Regions from separate parts of the Mus musculus genome. Here region 1 is linked to region 2. The links are chromatin contacts, called in public Hi-C maps. All regions are on one chromosome and are shown on one strand. The core of a region is the stretch at or near the end of the contact, and the rest is flanking DNA. Distances in the headings are between cores, read along the strand shown. Region 1 has its middle 220 kb from the start of Trpm3. Region 2 overlaps Cemip2 (cell migration inducing hyaluronidase 2).

What was found. Hi-C and Micro-C count contacts between places; a contact is called where the count stands out from the background.
Region 1: a contact with region 2 is called in a Hi-C map of adipose-derived mesenchymal stem cells, with 2.0 times the contacts expected there. A contact is called at or near these places in 1 of 39 promoter capture datasets (hippocampal neurons), 1 of 484 Hi-C or Micro-C datasets (adipose-derived mesenchymal stem cells) and 1 of 130 datasets of targeted methods (large pre-B cells).

Annotation. Positions count from the first base shown.
Region 1 is chr19:22,221,724-22,224,904 of GRCm38.p6, reverse strand. It overlaps a transcript of Trpm3 not described here. Among named protein-coding and RNA genes, the nearest start is that of Trpm3, 220 kb to the left of the region's middle.
Region 2 is chr19:21,818,670-21,821,609 of GRCm38.p6, reverse strand. The region is part of intron 12 of Cemip2 (cell migration inducing hyaluronidase 2); the gene reads right to left. Among named protein-coding and RNA genes, the nearest start is that of Cemip2, 42 kb to the right of the region's middle.

The DNA.
Region 1 (3,181 bases), core at 610-3,109, 400 kb before region 2:
GCTGCAACTCTTAAAAGAATGATAGGCAGCTATTGTGGCTAACTCCTGTAATCACAGCACTTGGGAGGCTTACAAAGGAAGACAGTTATAAGTTCCAAGGCAGCCAGGCCTAACAAAGAGAGATTATACCTCGGGGGAAAAATGGTAAAAATAAGGTGACATAAACCAAAACAATGCCAATGAAGCCACACATTAATTTCCTTTAAAAAAAAATGTGGCAAATATGGACACTGGCCGCCACAAAGAACAGCATTATAGACAAAGGCAGACATTGGAATGACATTTCCATAAGAAAAAGACGGCTACAGGTTATCATAAAATACCTGAAATGGGGATGAAAGTAGGAACAAATGTTCACTCAGACATCCAAAGACTTTAACCTACCAACACCTAGATGTCATATGTACAGCCACCATCCGTGAAATGACTATTTCTGTTGCTTTGTGTTTCCTAGTTTGTGGCCATTTGCCATGGTAGCCCCAGGGAACTGATGTGACCTTCTTCTAAGATAGTCTATTGGGGCCAAGTGAATATTGCCTCAACTCCCCGCCCGCCCTTCCCCCCCACCCCCTCCCCCACCGCAAATTATGCATATGTGCAAGCAAAAGCAACTAGTTGCACATAGGAGATCCTCTAAAATATCCCTCCCTCTGGCTGGGGTCTCTAACATTCTACAATGAACACAATTACATAGTGTGAGCTGGACCAAAGCTTTGCCATTAGAAGTCACTGATAGACACATTTATATTTGTAAAGCATAGACTGGTTTTTCTATGGGGCTATATAACTCTTTTATTCCAAAAATAATCTAAAAAACAGGAAAACAAAAAGCATGCCTTAAAAGCATAAAATGTTTTAAGGGAGAACTAAAACTTTCATTATCATCCATATTAAATGGCCTGTCACACTTATGAAACCCTGAGCCCACCCGGGAAATCCAGTTGGCAGCTGATTGGCAGCTGATGACTCATTAGCCCTCGCTGTGTTCTCACTCAAAGAATGTCCCTGTATGTGGCATTTCAGGCAACAGCAAGTGATAAAATCAAGGTAAGCAGAGACTGAGCTAACCTTCAAGCTTCTGGAAGCAGCTGTACAGACTACATAGCCTGTAGTCTAAACTGTTATCTCAGATGGGGAAGCAGAGAAATGGGCAAGAGGATAAGTTAGAGTTCAGATCACAGCTCTTTCTCACCTCTATGGACATGATACTTCACTTGGCTAGAACGTAGGTTCACAACCATAAAATATGGGCAATACTTGTAATAGGTTGCTATACAAATTAAACTGGGTGATCTTTGTGAACCCTTGGTTTAGTCTTTGGCATAGGGCACATTCTCAGTCAATACTGACGGTTATTCTTCTGAACAATGTAGCCATGGCTTAGTAGCACACAAAAAAGAGACTCATACTCTTGTCTTAGCATATGTAGCTGTAGCTGTAGCTGTAGCTGTAGATGTAGATGTAGATGATGTAGATGTAGATGTAGATGTAGATGTAGATGTAGATGTAGATGTAGATGTAGATGTAGATGTAGATATGATTCTAAAGCTTTCTTACTACTTTTTGGATCACAGCCCTGAGCCCCAGAGAGGTGAGAAAAAGGTGGGACATACACAATTAGAGTATGTGAATACAGGAAATGATCTCAGAGAATATCTTAGAAATGCAGTAATGACTGGAGAGATCCATGAAGGACAGAATAGTAAGACTAGAGGCATGTGTTTGCAGCTAGCCACATCACTCCATGGCCATTGTCTCAGTGGAATAAAGTTATTTCTGAAAAAAAAAAGAAGAAGCATACATCCCTGACATTTCTGAGCATTGCATGCTTTAATTTTTATTGCAACATCACCACTTCCTGCGAAGTCTGTTACTTTTAAAGAGGCAAGAGGCATTGTATGTAGAAATACAACTTCATGTTATTTCTCATCAAATCGTTGTGGTAAAAGTCTCTAGAGAGCATTTTCATACTCAACACGCCCCATATTTCAAACACAGAGATCTGTAAACTTCACAAGGAATCAGTGTTCATGAATAAGCAGACATGTGATATTGTTTAAAAAAAAAAAAAAAAAGAGCCTCCACAGCAATCCTCTCCCTCGCATACAAAGAGGACTCCTCAGCCCCCTCTCATTTGTCTGGATTTTGTATCCATCCACTTCTATCTGGTCCAGCATCTAATTAACATCACAGTGCATCTGGCAGATGCTTCATTTTTCAGGAACTGAGGACACTGTCTGCAGTCAGGTCACACATCCAAATTAGCTGGTCCTCCCTGCACAAATCACAGTCCCACTCATTCTGTAGTAAGCTCCGCTGGCTCACATTTAAATGATGCTCTTAATCTTTATCCTTCCTTTTCTCTTCTTAAGAATTAGACAGGAAATCCTAGATCCAAATAAGTGCTCAGCTCACAGCTTCTCCATAAGTCTGCCATAAAGGACAATGACTGCCAAAGCAACTGCAGAGCAATATGGAAGATAATGTTCTACTTTGTGAGCAAATTTCTGTCTATTGAAATGGGCTGGTTTGCTCACCCGACTTTTCTGTCCCTGGCCTTAATGGAACTGTGGCCTTGGGGAATAGCAAAAGTGAAGAAGTGAATGGGTAATATAGAAGTAATATTCTTGGCTGTAATTTAAAAGAATGCAGTGTTTCCCCAACAGAACCTCTGTGCCGAGCAAGAGACAGCAGTCATCTTTATCTGCAACAAATTTGATCAGCATAAATTCAAATCTCACTTTCAGCAAAATAGCCTAGAAGTTTATTAGTCACTGTAAGATCAGCTTTCTTTATTTTAAAAACATTATCATTCTTAAAGATGTTTTTGCTGTTGTCAATTTCTTCTTTTCTTTTGTTTCTTTTTCTTTTTTGTTTCTTTTGGCCTTTTCTGTCAATAATGCCCTCATTGGTAGATTTTTTTTTTAATAAGGCACAGTTACCATGTGTTATAGGCACAGTTACCATGAGGATGTGTTCATACAATATGAATCTCAAAATCATGGACTTAGAGTCTGTCCTAGTTAGGTTTCTATTGCTGCAACGAACACCATGACCAAAATGCAACTTCCTTTTCCTCCCAAAATCTCCCAAGAAAGGTTTACTTGGCTTATATTTCCATATTTGTATTCATCAAAGAAAGTCAGGACAGGAACTGAAACAGGGCCAGAACCTGAAATCA
Region 2 (2,940 bases), core at 15-2,514:
GTAAATATCTGATATGTAGAGTATCAGCTATGTGACCCCCACCTCACCAAAGGGGTCATGACCCACAGGCTGAGAACCACTACTCTAAATAAAGACACACAGATATTATAATGCAACATGTGACCCCCTGCTGCAGCCCCCTCATCTCTTCTGAGCATCTCTATATAGCCCAATGACTGATCATTTACACCAAAGCTGGGTCCTCAATTTCAGCTTTTTCACTGGTATTTAGAAAATGCAGTTAGGGGCTAGCAAGATGGCTCAGTGGTTAAAAGCACTGTCTATTCTTCCAGAGGACCTGGGTTCAATTCCCAACCCCCACATGATGGCTCACAACCATCTATAACTCCAGTTCAAGGGGATCTGATAACCTCTTTTGGGTTATGAAGGTGGTACACTAACACACATATAGACAAAACATCATGATGGTTAATTTCTTTAAGATTTATTTTATTTTTATTTAAGTGTATGTGTGGTCCTGTGTCTCTGTGTATATATATACACAAAACAAGTGCCCATAGAGGCTAGATGCTGGAGGTACAGGTGGTTGTGAGCCACCCAACCTAGGCTGTGAACAAAACTCCTGTCCTCCGAGAGCTGCAAGCGCTCCTAATGGTTAAGCCATCTCTCCAGTCTCTCGGTTGTTAATACTGCTGACAACTTAGTGGGATTTAAATCACTATAGAGAGACATCCCTAGGCATGTCTGTGAGGAAATTTCCAGACTGGGTAAACTGAGGTAGGATGGCCCACCCTAAATGCAAGTGGCACCAGTCTGTGAAAGAGTCAGCCAACACCAGTGTTCCTCTCCCTCTGACTGATAACTGTGGATTCTCTGTGCTCAGCTGCCTCACAACCTGGCCACTCACTGAGCCTTCCTTCCCTGCCGTGATATCCCTTCTCAAAGTATAAACAAAAAAAAAAACCCTCCCCCCTCTCCAGTTGCTTCCTGTAAAATATTTGGTCATAGCAATGACAAAAATAACTAATACAATCACCTCCCCTGATTTGAATGTACTAATTAGTTATAATGCACTGATTGGCTACCATGCCTCACCCTACCCCTTTTAAAAACTTCTTTATGAAATTCCCCAACTTCTAATGAAGTTTCCCAATCTTCAAATTCCCACTGTTTCCCATCTTGAGGACTCTGATAATTGGTGAGTCAGCTTCCTCTCTGAGGAACGGGATGAGTGTATCTGCTAGATCCCAGGAGCCCGGTGTTCAGCTCACAGCCTGATTTATTTATTACTCATTTGTGTCCTGTCATTTTTACTCATGTCTGGGTTGCATGAACACACGTGGACATAGTCTGCACACTGCTCCACACATACATACAGCTGCCAACTATCTAGTCATTCCCCTTCTATAATTAGCTCTGAGGTTACAGCTTACTAATGGAGTCTAGTTCCTTAGTATGTCTGCATTTGAAAACTGGTAAGAGAACTCAGAGTATGAAGGAATAATTACCATTTTCATAATACGTACAGGTTTATCTAGTAACAAACTTCTGAAGCCATAATGAGGAGTCCAGTTACAATGTCCACAGCCTCTTAATATACTTATTCCTCCATCCATGTACATACTATATACAAACATATAAAGTACATAGCGTGGCCTTTGCATACATGCATACAAACATGAGGGAACAAACATGTGTGGAGGCAGGATGCTCCTGTCAGCTGGTTTCCTCACTCACGACTCACATTAGTTTCATGACAGGGTCTCTCAGTGGACCCGGTGCTGCATGATTCAGCTGGACTCTGTTCAGCAATCCCAGGACTCCCCTTACCTCTCCTGGCACCTCGCCTGCCTTGTAGGGAGGTTGCACTGACATCTCACACTTGTGACGCAAGCCCTGAGCCAGCTCAGCCAGCAGGCTTAGATAAGTTCTTTCAAGGCAGAAAAAGAAGCCAACTGTTTAACAGTTTTTCTGGCACGAACTCATTGAAACTACCAACTATAAAAAACCTTTTTAAAAGCAGGTGTGACCAGATTTGGTAGCTCCTTCCAGTAATCCCAACACTTGGATGCAGAGGCAGGCAGGCCCTGTGAGTTCTAGACCAGACTGAATTCCATCTTGAGTCTAGTCTCATAACAAACATAATAAAAAATACACGGGCAACTTTCCAATAGCAACTTTGTAGGGGTTTTTTTTGTTTGTTTGTTTGTTTGTTTTTTTTGGCGGGGAGGGCGGGGAGATTAGGCCAATATGCTAATTTTATTTAGTGCTAACTTGATATACTTGATATAAAGTAGAGTCAACTAGAAACAAGTAACCTCAACTGAGAAATTTTCTAGATCAGACTAGTCCATTGGCTTGTCTGTGGGGCATGTTCTTGATTGCTAAATGAAACAGGAGGGCCCAGCCTACTGTGGGTAGCACTATCCCTAGGCAGGTAGAAAGCAAGGGAGAGATCCAGTAAGCAATAGCATCCCCACAGGGTCTCTGCATCAGAATCCTGCTGTGAGCCCCTGCCACTGCCTCCCTCAGTTAGGATGTAGCCTGTGAGTTGAAATAGGCCCTCTCCTCCCCAAGTTGCTTTTTATTACATGGCGTTTTTCATCACAGCAACAGGAAGCAAAGTAGGACATCCAATATTCTTGCTTCATAATTTTATTCTCATCTAAGTGGTCCTCCTTAAGTTTTGGCCCATTTTTTTGGCATCCCAGGTTCATCACCTTGGGGCCTTAAATGTTCCCTGATCACTGCTCACTGCTCTCGAAGGTTTCATGCTTAACTTGACCTTCGGGGTCCTGTGCACAATTCACTATGTGGGCTTTGTCCGGCTTCTCCTAACCTCATCTCTCAACAGTGTAAGGCGAGTCCTGCCTTGCACATTAGATCCGATCCAGCCACCTTTAGTCTGGCTCCTGCTTTATTCCCTTAACAACTGGGCCGGTCATGTGTCTTTCCTACATCTAGCAAAAGCCTTTGCAA